Linked DNA regions of Arachis hypogaea: region 1 is linked to region 2. Evidence: chromatin contacts called from public Hi-C data. All regions are on one chromosome and are shown on one strand. The core of a region is the stretch at or near the end of the contact, and the rest is flanking DNA. Distances in the headings are between cores, read along the strand shown. Region 1 holds the start of LOC112711023 (putative F-box protein PP2-B12). Region 2 holds the start of LOC112711022 (organelle RRM domain-containing protein 1, chloroplastic).

Evidence for each region. A called contact is a pair of places that touch in the nucleus more often than the background predicts.
Region 1: a Hi-C map of leaf shows a contact between it and region 2, with 4 times the contacts expected there. The contact joins the promoter of LOC112711023 here to the promoter of LOC112711022 in region 2. A contact is called at or near these places in 2 of 8 Hi-C or Micro-C datasets (leaf and an unstated tissue).

The regions. Positions count from the first base shown.
Region 1 is chr9:70,785,486-70,790,968 of arahy.Tifrunner.gnm2.J5K5, reverse strand. It overlaps LOC112711023 (putative F-box protein PP2-B12), which reads left to right and starts at 1,784. Exons shown (of 3, transcript XM_025763555.3): 1 at 1,784-2,989; 2 at 3,875-3,993; 3 at 4,507-5,414. The coding sequence starts at 2,705. The coding sequence ends at 5,029.
Region 2 is chr9:70,548,960-70,554,776 of arahy.Tifrunner.gnm2.J5K5, reverse strand. It overlaps LOC112711022 (organelle RRM domain-containing protein 1, chloroplastic), which reads right to left and starts at 2,310. Exons shown (of 11, transcript XM_072203003.1): 1 at 1,887-2,310; 2 at 683-1,133; 3 at 505-602; 4 at 109-355; 5 at 1-20. The coding sequence starts at 987.

The DNA of each region.
Region 1 (5,483 bases), core at 535-3,034, 240 kb before region 2:
TAATAACTAACTAATAACTTCATATTCTTTATATCTGTTTTGTAAATAGAACTCTTAATTTTTTTTTTCTCTTATTAACTGCTTTTAAAATTCTTTTCCAATGTATATATCTCCAAGTATCCGTAAGAAAATTAAATCATCCTCCAGCTAATACCCTGAAAAATACGCAAAATTTAAATTACAAACAAAAATATTCAACTCGATACAATACTTACAAAATGTTATTTTTAAAATTGGTAGAAAATTAGTTCAATCAAACCGTTTCATGGAGAATTCCAAAATTACTGAAGACGTGATCTGAAACAAGTCCTCTTTATTATTGGATGCTTCCTAAATTACCATTAAGCTGTTATTTTTTGTTATTGTATATGCTAATTATTATTTATACAGTTAAAACATAAGATAATTTTGTTAAAAATTATTTTTATTTTATACTCGCTTATATTTAAATTAATCATACTTTTTTATTATTTATAAGGTTGTTCATTATTTGGTTAATTAATCAAATTAATTTTATATGATAAAATTGGTTATTAACCGATTAAAAAAATTTAAAAATCGGTTAAAAACGGATTTTTCAAATTTAGTTTTGGTTAAGCACTTTTTAATAATATTGGAATAAAAAACTGTTACTTTAGCATTAAAATAAAATTATAAATTCTTTATTATAAAAATGTACTACAATTTTATATACTTATGCCATGATTCCTAAACAATAACTTATTATAATTTGTTAAAATTTGATTATTTTTAAAATATTGGTGATGATATCTATTTTAAATTGTCATTTTAGACTTGTGACTATTTTAATTTTTTTACTTGCGTAGGACCGATTCTATCGGTTCAATCAATAACTTATCTATTAAACCAACAAACTAGTAAACCAGTTATCTGACCGATTCAATCATCGCGTTAGTTCTTACAACTATGATTTAGTCCACTCTACTGACCGGTTTATTGGATTGCAGTTTATCGTTTAATGACTATTGATCATGAATTACGGTTTAAAATTTAGGATTTATAATTTACGGTTCAGCTTACATGGTTTATGGTTCACGGTTCATGAATTAGTGTTACAGTGTCCTCTCACAGTCTCACCTAAAGAAATAGACAAATTAACTGCAATTTAGGCTTTAAGGGTATGATAGGCTTTATTGTTCTCGGTTTTTGGGTTTCAAGACTATGGTTCAGGTTTTTTTGGTTTCGAGTTTTCGGGTACTAGATTCAGGTATGATGTTCCGGAATTAGTGCTACATTGTACCTTCTCAACAAGAAATTTACAAATTAGTCGGTTTTTTGGGTTTTGGATTTACTATTTAGGGTTTACTATTATGGTTTAGTGTGACGATTTACTTTCACCACAACAAACAAACAAGTCAAGTGCATTATTCATGAATCTAACCTTCATTTTGTGTCATTGTCACTCCTTTTACTATTTCATAACTTCCACCCAAAATATCCTGAAGACCAACTGTCAACTGTTTTCTGATTTTACTTCTACTCGTCACCAATACTATTTTCACATTAGAGGCCTACTCACATCTATACTAATCAAAGTAACATTTTCTATTGCCTTCTTTTAATTAAAAATAATACTTAAAATACAAAAAAAAATGTCACCCAAACACTCCACATTGAATTAGGGGTTTAGTATTCAGTAATTATAGCGTCAACCAAAAAAATTTTGACTTTTAGACAAAAATAATATACAAAAATATTAAAATATTTAATCTTAATGTATTTATATTTTTGAATCTTCACGTATATTAGTCACACACACCCAGAGATATATTGTTCATTTGGATGATATGCTCTTTCGTTTTTGGTTTAGGAGTCATATACTCTTCAATGTTATATTTCTCCTACATCATAGTTTTTCTTATCTATAATAGCACCTAAAATAACCAAGGCCTTATGTGAAATGTTTTTGGTCTCCCGACCCAATCATTGCAACAGTATGCTTGGCTCCAACTATCCATTTCGATATTTCCAAAAAAAAAAAAAAAAAACCAATGGAGCTATCCACCCTTCCAGCTTCAGTAGCTCGGCTCTGTATCATTCTACACAAACTACCACGCTGCTCCCAATTACATTGCTCTTGGACATCTGTCACCTCTAAATTCTTCCAATTCGAATATCTGTAAATCTTTATACAATGAAATCTGTACACTATAATTATCCTTAACTTCTATGTCAGAAACGTTAAAAAATACTGCGCCCACCAAGACAGACCGACACAACAATGAATACAAACTAAGGTGGTATAAGCAACGTTATGATGACCCAAAGAAATATCTGGGAGAAAACGTGTGTACCAGTGCGGGTGGTGATAAATTAGAAAAATCATAGATATTTATTCACTCACACAATCATCATCCGGCACCAAATTTCCTTTCCTGCGGGCAAATGTGCCACTGCCACACAAACGATGCCAAGGCAGACTTAACCGCTAAGCTTTCCCTTTCAGCTTTCAATTCAACTCGATAAATAAATAAATATCTCTCTCTAGTCTCTTCCCCAATTCCTATCTAATAATAATATCTGTAACCATAACCACTACCCACCGCTATATACGGACACACCCCACAACCAAAATCAATAACGTTAATAATAACTGGAGCACCCTCTACTCTGCACAGATTCACACCAAAACGCAGCATCCTCTTGGCGTCGTTTAATTATTTAGTTACTATTTGTTGTTGTGATGATGGTGATGGTGATGGTGGGTGAAGGCGTGGGGTTTCAGGACCTACCGGAAGGCTGCATAGCGAACGTTGTGTCGTTGACGACTCCTCGGGACGCGTGCAGCCTTGCGCTGGTGTCGTCTACATTCCGATCCGCCGCTGAATCAGATTCCGTTTGGGATCGCTTCCTTCCCTCCGATTACAACGACATTGTTTCACAGTCCACCTCCTCCTCTTGCCGTTCCAAGAAGCAGCTCTATCTCTCTCTTTGCGAAAATCCGATACTCGTTGATGATGGCAAAAAGGTAATTTCCTTGTATAATGTGATTTGATGAGATCTCTGCTAGTTTGTTCAATCTTGTCTGTTTTGTTGGCTGAGTTCTATTATTATCTAATCTAATATAAAATGTTTCTGTATCGGTCTTCATTTTTATATTATTTTATTTTTAATACTGAAATTACATGCAAATTAGATCCATTCTTAATTTCGTTTAGGTAGTTGATTTCTATATAGTTGAAGGAATATTGTTGAGGAAAAGCTTGTTATGTGACTTACGGGAATAGCATGATTTTGAACAAACCATAATTTTGGGAGTTCAAAAATGGAAGATTGGGAATGTGAAAACACACTCAAATTAACTGAAGAGAAATGTGATTAGCAGCTCTTTTTTTTTTTTTTTTCTTTGAGGCGTGTGGATTGTGAAGTACATCTAAAACTGATTGGATTGATGAAACAAGGTGGAATGTAACGGAATAGAAAAGGGAATTTATTCGGTTCTATTGTTTGGATTGAATAGAAATGAGATGTAGTGGAATGGATAAGGATAAGGATCGAATAGATTCTATGTATCTGATAGCATCTTTTTTCTTGCCTTCCGTTTTGGGAAGAATGAAATGGAATTTTAAATGCTATCTTATTCTCTCATAATTATTATATTCCATTGATGTCTACTTGTATATCTTAAGTGTACAGATTCGTTTTTCTTTTTTAATATTAAAATCTAAAATTTATTACATTCTCTGTTGTTCATTTTTAATGCTAAAAAAAAAAATGTTGATGCATATAGCATTCCTCCCCAATGCCCATACATCCCATCTTATTTCACTCTATTCCATTTAACACTATATACTTTATACATTCAAAAAAACTATATACTTTATTAATTTATGTTTTCAAATGAATGTTTCAGAGCTTTCAACTGGATAAAGCTTATGGGAAGAAATGCTACATGCTATCTCCAAGGATGCTCTCTATAGTATGGGGAGACACTCCCAGGTATTGGAAGTGGACTCCTCTTCCGGAGGCAAGGTAATTTATTTGCTACTTACTAATTATTCTATCTTCCCTGTCTCTATCTTGATAAATTTCAACTAGAAAAGATTACTTGTACCCCTATAAAGACAAGAAATGATATTTGTACTATCTTCTGTGTACACCTCTTTTATACAGAATCTTTATATGGTATACAAGACAAATTTTTTTATCTTGTTTGTTATCAATCACTTTTAATACCAAAAGTAAAAGGTCTGGGAGGTGTACAAAAGAGATGTAATAAAGGCTGGACATACAAGATTCTTCTATAAAATCAAAGGTATCAAGGAAAATCTATTATGTATTTTAAGTGTTACATTAAGTAGATGGTTTTCCTGTTTTTTGAGGAATATCTATTTTTAACAGCCATCATAACCTCATTGTTGTTAATATGGTTTAACAAAAGTAATTGGAACTAATTATGTTAAAAGATTTGTAGTAAAGCACCACATATATTGCACTATTGCAGGTGAGTTTGTGATCATAGTTTGAATTCCAACATAATCGCAGGTTTTCCGAGGTGGCCGAACTTGTGAGTGTGTGCTGGTTGGAAATCAGGGGTTGGATCAATACTCACATGCTATCGCCAGACACATTGTATGGGGCATACCTTGTGTTCAAGCCAAGCTCTGCAGGGGCCTATGGTTTCGAGTACCAATCAATTGAGGTCTCCATTGCAGTTGCTGGAGGCGAAACCCACAAGAGAACCGTGTTCCTTGATCCGGAAAGGGGAAAGAGGCTAAGGTATCAGATCGTCCCTCGTCGGGTAGGGATATTCAACCGAACTCGCATGGTGGCTGCAGCCGGACCACCACAACCACCTAGAGATAACCTTGATGATCAGTATCCAAAGGATCGGAAAGATGGGTGGTTGGAAATGGAATTGGGACAGTTCTTCAGTGAAGGAGGAGAGGACAAGGAGGTGGAGATGGGAGTTTATGAGATCAAGGGTGGTGATTGGAAGGGTGGCCTTCTTGTTCAAGGAATTGAAGTTAGGCCTAAACAATGCGTCCATGCCAATAATACCATATAAATGGAAGAATACAGAAGAGGTGCCTAAACCATGTAGTCTTCATGGTTGTTCATCTTCAAAGCCATGACCAAATTGTTGTCATTTCCAAGTGGTGGTGTCTTTTCTTTGGGTCCAATCTGATGCTTTACCATTTACTAGTACGAGCGAAGGAAGGAATATGTTAGATTCTTAGTAAGATTCTGTATTTACAAATCAGTCGAATTATTTACCTTTTGTAATATGATACACAGTAAAGAAATAACATTTTACAATGGTGGAAACTCAGGTGCAGTCGACTTCATATGAAGTTGATACCTGAGAGCCATTAGATAATTTGACGGATTTGACTAAATTTTCATCTAACGGGTATCAAATATCAACTTCACGTGAAGTTGACTTCACCTGAGTTTTCATCTTTTATAATTTTTATCATTTTAACATTTGTTAATAAATCTCACTCTTCAAGTTAATAAAA
Region 2 (5,817 bases), core at 1,061-3,560:
ACATCTGAGCATCCTTTTCACTACATAGGGAAGACATTACTGTCATCTAACTTTAGGTAAAAAGAAAAGGTGATAAAAATTAATGCAAAAGAAGTACATTGTTCTTACTTTCCCATCACCTTGGTCAATATTTGAACAAAATAATCGACAATCTGAGCCTTTGTAACAATCCCAACAGCAGGTTTATCAATTCTAACAAGCCAATGCTTTGAATTCTCAAGAAAGAATAACATGTTGGTTTCAAATTGTAGTTTTGAATTCGATAGCAGACCTTCTTGACCACTTGATAGACTATAGTCCTTTTTCGAAGAACTGAAATCCGGATCAGGCCTAACCAACAAGACCCCCGGTAAACCTAAAAACATATGGGCACAATAACAGAGAAGTTACTTCAAGAATAATAGTATAATACCAATGGTAATTGCCAATTGTGCAATACTATACCACAGACTAAACTTCAAACATCTAAGATGCATTATATTAATAAGAAAAGCAACAACTTACTTGTGAGTTGGGAGGTTATTTGTGGATCAATGTCACAACAGAAACCAAAGTGTGTATCGCAGGAAGCATCATATATACACATTTGAGCATCTCTCTCACTGTTTGAAACAAAAATTATAGTAATTTTCAGCTCAACTTAAAAATAAAAAGAGAACGAGCATGAAAAAGGAGGCAAAACCTGGCAAGGACTTTGTGTAGAGTGTTGGCGTAATAATCGATGAGTTGTGACTTGGAGGTGACACCATGAGGTGGAGGCTCCATGAGTACCATCCAGTAGCGGTTCTTCTGGGTGGTGGAAGGGTATAGTGTTGCTGTTGCTGCTATACTTCTTGAAGATGAAGAAGAAAATGAATAAAGATTGCAATGTTTGCTCCTATTATTGGGTAGTGAAAGGCCCTGAATTTCGGTTGTTGTTACTTTTGGTTTCAGAAAGGAAAATGTATGAAATTGGGTGAATGTGACAGAAAAAGACATAACTTCCATCTTTTTTTTTTTTCTTTTGGGCAAGAAAAAGGGCTAACACCCGAAACTAGAGGTGTTCGCAGTACAGTTTGGTTTGTTTTGTCGGTTTTTAAACTGTTTCACCTTCTGAAACACCAATGTTCTCACTTGCCCTGGGATCAATCAAACTGCAGAAATATAAAGCAAAAAAATTAGAACCAAACATTCACAACAAGAACAAATCAGAAAAGAATCAAAATCCTACCCTTAAAATCAGAACCAAGAACACATAATAATAACAAAACATACAATAAGTGCTTGTCTGGGTGAACTAGAAAAAAAGAAAACATCTTTTATTAAAAACTACAATTTACATATTTTTTTAAAAGATCTTTTTTATTTTTAAAACATATTTTTAACATAATAAATAAATAAAAAATTACTTTTATATCATTTATACCCAAATACAGATATACAATTGCTAAATAAAAAATATTTTTACATGAGATATCTAAACATAAAATTACTTCTACTTTTTTTAAAAATATTTTAAAAAAATATTATATTTTTGTAGAAGCTCACCCAAACAATTGTCAAAAAAATCAGTTCAGATCAAATAAAAATTTAGAAATCAGTTCATAACCAAATAAAAAATTAGAACCAAATAATTAGAAACAAGAACAAATAACCATAACCAAAACCCTAACCAAAAAATCAGAACCAGGAACATATAATCATAACCAAAAAGTAGATTAAAAAAAAAACCAGTTCAGAACCAAATAAAATTCAGTTCAGCAGCAACCCAGGCATACAAATTCTGTTCATCAGCATTCAGCAACTCCATAAATAAAAAACCAACACAAGCTAGCTTTAATTTTGTTCAAATTGAAAAGATAAAATTAGAAAGTAGAAACAAATCATTTAGAAACAAATAAAATTACCTGAGGCATCTCCATTCTAGAGACTCAGAGAGCGTGGAGGAAGGTGTGGAGGATGATGGCAGCAGCGGAATCTGGAAGGCGACGGCAAGGAAACGGTGGCTACCGAGGAAGGCGACGGAGGCGGCGGCTACGGAACGGAGGAAGGTGAGAAGGCGACCGCACTGCGACTGTTGCTGTGTCGCGAGGGCTGAATGGGATGCCAGTGTTGTTGTGTCGCTGTGACGCTGTCTGCCGGCAAAGAGTGGAGGGGTCTAGGGGCTATCACTGAGGAGAGTGGAGAGCTCTGTCACGTTGTTGGTGGCGCTGGACTGCTGGATTGCGTGTGACTCTGGTATGTTACAACATAAAATGTTAGTGATAGGAGTTAATACTCCCAAATTCGAAGGTGGAACTCGATTTCAATTTTCACCCATACACCTTGTTTGAAAAGAAAATAGAAAAAAAGAAAATTAAAAAAAAATTGTGTGTGTTATTTAGATTAAAAATAAATAAAAATTGTTTAGACGAAAGAAAAATAAGAAAAAAAATCATAAGCACATAAAATTACATTAATATCTTTATTTATATTATATAAAAATTATAATTTATTAATAATAAAGAATAAATGTATAATTTTATTAATGTTTATACATTTTTTTATATTTATTTTTTTTGAGTGAAAATATGTTAATAAGTCTTACATTATTTTTTTTATTTTATTTTTTTTATCCAAACAATAAAAGATTTACTGTTTCACCTATTTTTTTTTTCTTCAAATTCTCTCAATTCAAATAATGTATTAAAATTTCAATGGGTCTAAATTGAATCTCAAAATTTATAATTGTAATTCATATTAATTTTTGAATTGATTTTTGTTAGTGACGTATTATTTTGATAATTTACTGTAATTTAAATTTTAAAGCTCTCAAAAGTTTGAGCATTGCTTTAGAGCTCTAAACTTTTTAAATTGAATTTGTCATTGCAGTTTTTGTAAGAATATTAGAGAGTTAGTCAAGTTTCTAAAAAATTTGGTAAATTTCAATCATATAGAATTTAGATAAGAAAACTTAGTCACGTGCAAAATTAACACACTATTCAGAGAAATCAGTTAAGAGGCTAACGCGAATTATTATTGTAAATTTTGGAATACGAATTAAGTCAATTGTAATTTTAGGAGTCAATTTAAGTCAAATCTTAAATTTCAAAGACCAAATTAAATATTAGGTCGAGGACCATTAGGATTAAGAGTATTTTTGAGATTTTATTCATATTTTAGGTTTGATTTAGTTTGACTTATTTTAGGTTTTTCATTTTAAAACCAAAATTTAAATCAAACTATAAAAAATTACAAAATTTGATTTTTTTTATTTTTAGATTTTTCATTTGTTTGGCTTTTCATCTTTTATTTGATGGAAAGTTCTACCTTGATAACGCCAAATTTGTCCTTGGGTGATGACAACCACACAGACGCCTCCCTCTAACGATACATGGTACATAAGTTGGGTTTAAAACGTGACAGATTGAATATGACATCTATGGAAAACGTGTAGGTCTTGTCAGCAAAAATTAATTAACGTTGCATTAACTTTGTTAGTTAAGATCACATTCGTTTGGACTTTTTTGTGGTGGATCCAGGTGGATTATGCCATAAAAAATGGGCCAACAAGGAGTTGTAGGATAATTTGCTTTAGACCCTTCTATCAGATGTTGATGAGGAATGTTGTAGCAGATCTCGTTTTGTATAGTCCAAAAAAAAGGCTTGTATTGTTTTCTTTGTGGATTAATGCAACCTTAAGTCTCCATTTGCTTTCCAATTTGGTTGCTCTGTGGCTCCTGATAAATGGAAGAAATACTACGTATAAATTCGCATGGGAGATATAAATTATAGTAGCCTGCCACCAAAGTTATGGATGCATATCATTTTGATCGGTCGCGGATCTATTGAGGTTCGATTTTGTCAAGCCCCCTTCATCAAGAGTGGAAGTTGGTGGCACTGAAAGCAACAAAAATTGTTTGCCTTTACAAACTATAAGAAGGTTAGTGCTAATTAATTCATTTTATTCTTTTTAATCTGTATAGCAATGTAGATATAAGGTACAGTTGTGTAATTGATAAACTCCGATTTCGTAGTTTATCTTGTGCTTAATTTGGGAGATTTTATCACATTTTTTTACATTTATTCAATGAAATAGTATGGTTTTGTGAATTGCTCCTAATTTGTACTTAAGAGTAAAAACACGCTTTTTAGGTCCTAAAATTGCTAATTTGAATTCACTTTAATTCCATTCGATGCCTTGATATGTTTGTTAAGTGATTTCAGGATTAGAGGGCAAATATTGGGTTGAAGGAATGAAGAAAAAACATGCAAAAATGGAGAATTAATGAAGAAATGAGGATTTGTTGAACTGAAGGCCACGCACACGCATCACCCCACGCGTACGCGTGACAAGCAGCACGTGACCAACTTAAGGGCAATATGCTGGGGGCGATTTCTGAGCTCAAGGAGGCCCAAATCTAACTTATTTCTGATGCTTTTGAACCCAATGATGGCAAGAGATTTGGGGGGGAGAGAAGTCATAGTTTAGTTTTCATCATGTTGTAGGTAGAATTCTAGAGAGAAAAGCTCTCCCTTCTCTCTAGAATTTAAGGTAGTTTAGGTTAAATTCTCTTAGATCCAACTTTTAATTCTTGTTTTGATTTAGTTTTCCCTTTTAATTTCTCGTTATTACATCTTTACTTTTCTAGTTTTACTTGTTAATTTCTATTTTGTTCTCTTTTATGTTTATGAACCTTTTTTAGATTTAATTTTCTTTCATTGCAATTTTATGTTTCCATGCTTCTTTTATTGCTTATCTTCATTGTTATTATTGATTTCTTGCTTATGTTAGTTATGGGTTTCATTAATTCTTGCATTTTGTGATGTTTACTTTTATTGCACTCTAGGTGTTTGATAAAATGTTTTCACTAGTTTTTGAGTAGTTCTCTTTACTCTTGGCCTAGGCTAATGGAATTGAGTGACTTTAAGTCATTGGGTCTCATTGAATTGGTGATTTGAGAATCCTATGTGGTCAATTTGATAACCATTGACACTAGCCTACTACTAAGTCAATTAGTAGCTAGGTTAGGACTTATGGATTGATGTTAATCAAGCCTATTTGACGTACTTCAAGCATTGAGGTAGACATTGTACGTACTTCAAGCATAAAAGTAGACTTAATGGGTTGGTTATTCATAATTGTCAATATATGGTTTGTAGACAAGGATGGTGATCTCAAATTCCTATGTCCTAGACAAGAGTTCTTTTCCTTTATTTTATTAGTTCTTGTCATTTACTTTCTTTTATATTTTCTTGCCCTTTTTCAAATCAAACCCCCTTGTTTCTTTCATAGCCAATAATTGATCACTTCATTGCAATTCGTTGTGAGACGACCCGAGGTTGAAATACTTTAGTTAATTCTTATTGGGATTTGTACTTGTGACAACCAAATCTATTAAAACTTGAGTATTATTATTTGGTTGAGAACTATACTATCAACGGAATTATTTTGTGTGAAATTTCTAACCAACGAAAATGCTTATATCAGTAATGCTGCTTAAACCAATGGTTTGCACTAAGAAGAGTACAACAAACACCGATTAGTGAAATGATTTTTAAGCTAAGCATTTTTTATATGAAAGGAGTATTCCTTTAGGATGAGCGAATTATCTGAAAGTAGTTTTAAGATAGGTATTTTCTCTATGCATGAAGGCTATTGTGAATCTGCATTTTTGTTAATTATGTTATGCCTGTATGTTTCCAGTGGTTGATTTTTAATGGAGTGTCAAAAGGTAATGGAAAAGCCGATGGGGAGTAGAGTAGATGAATGTAAGGACAAAGGGGGACGTACCCCTGGCTTTGAGCGTATGAATGGTGATCCAAATGGGACTGAACAGGTTGATGAAATAGGGTCGA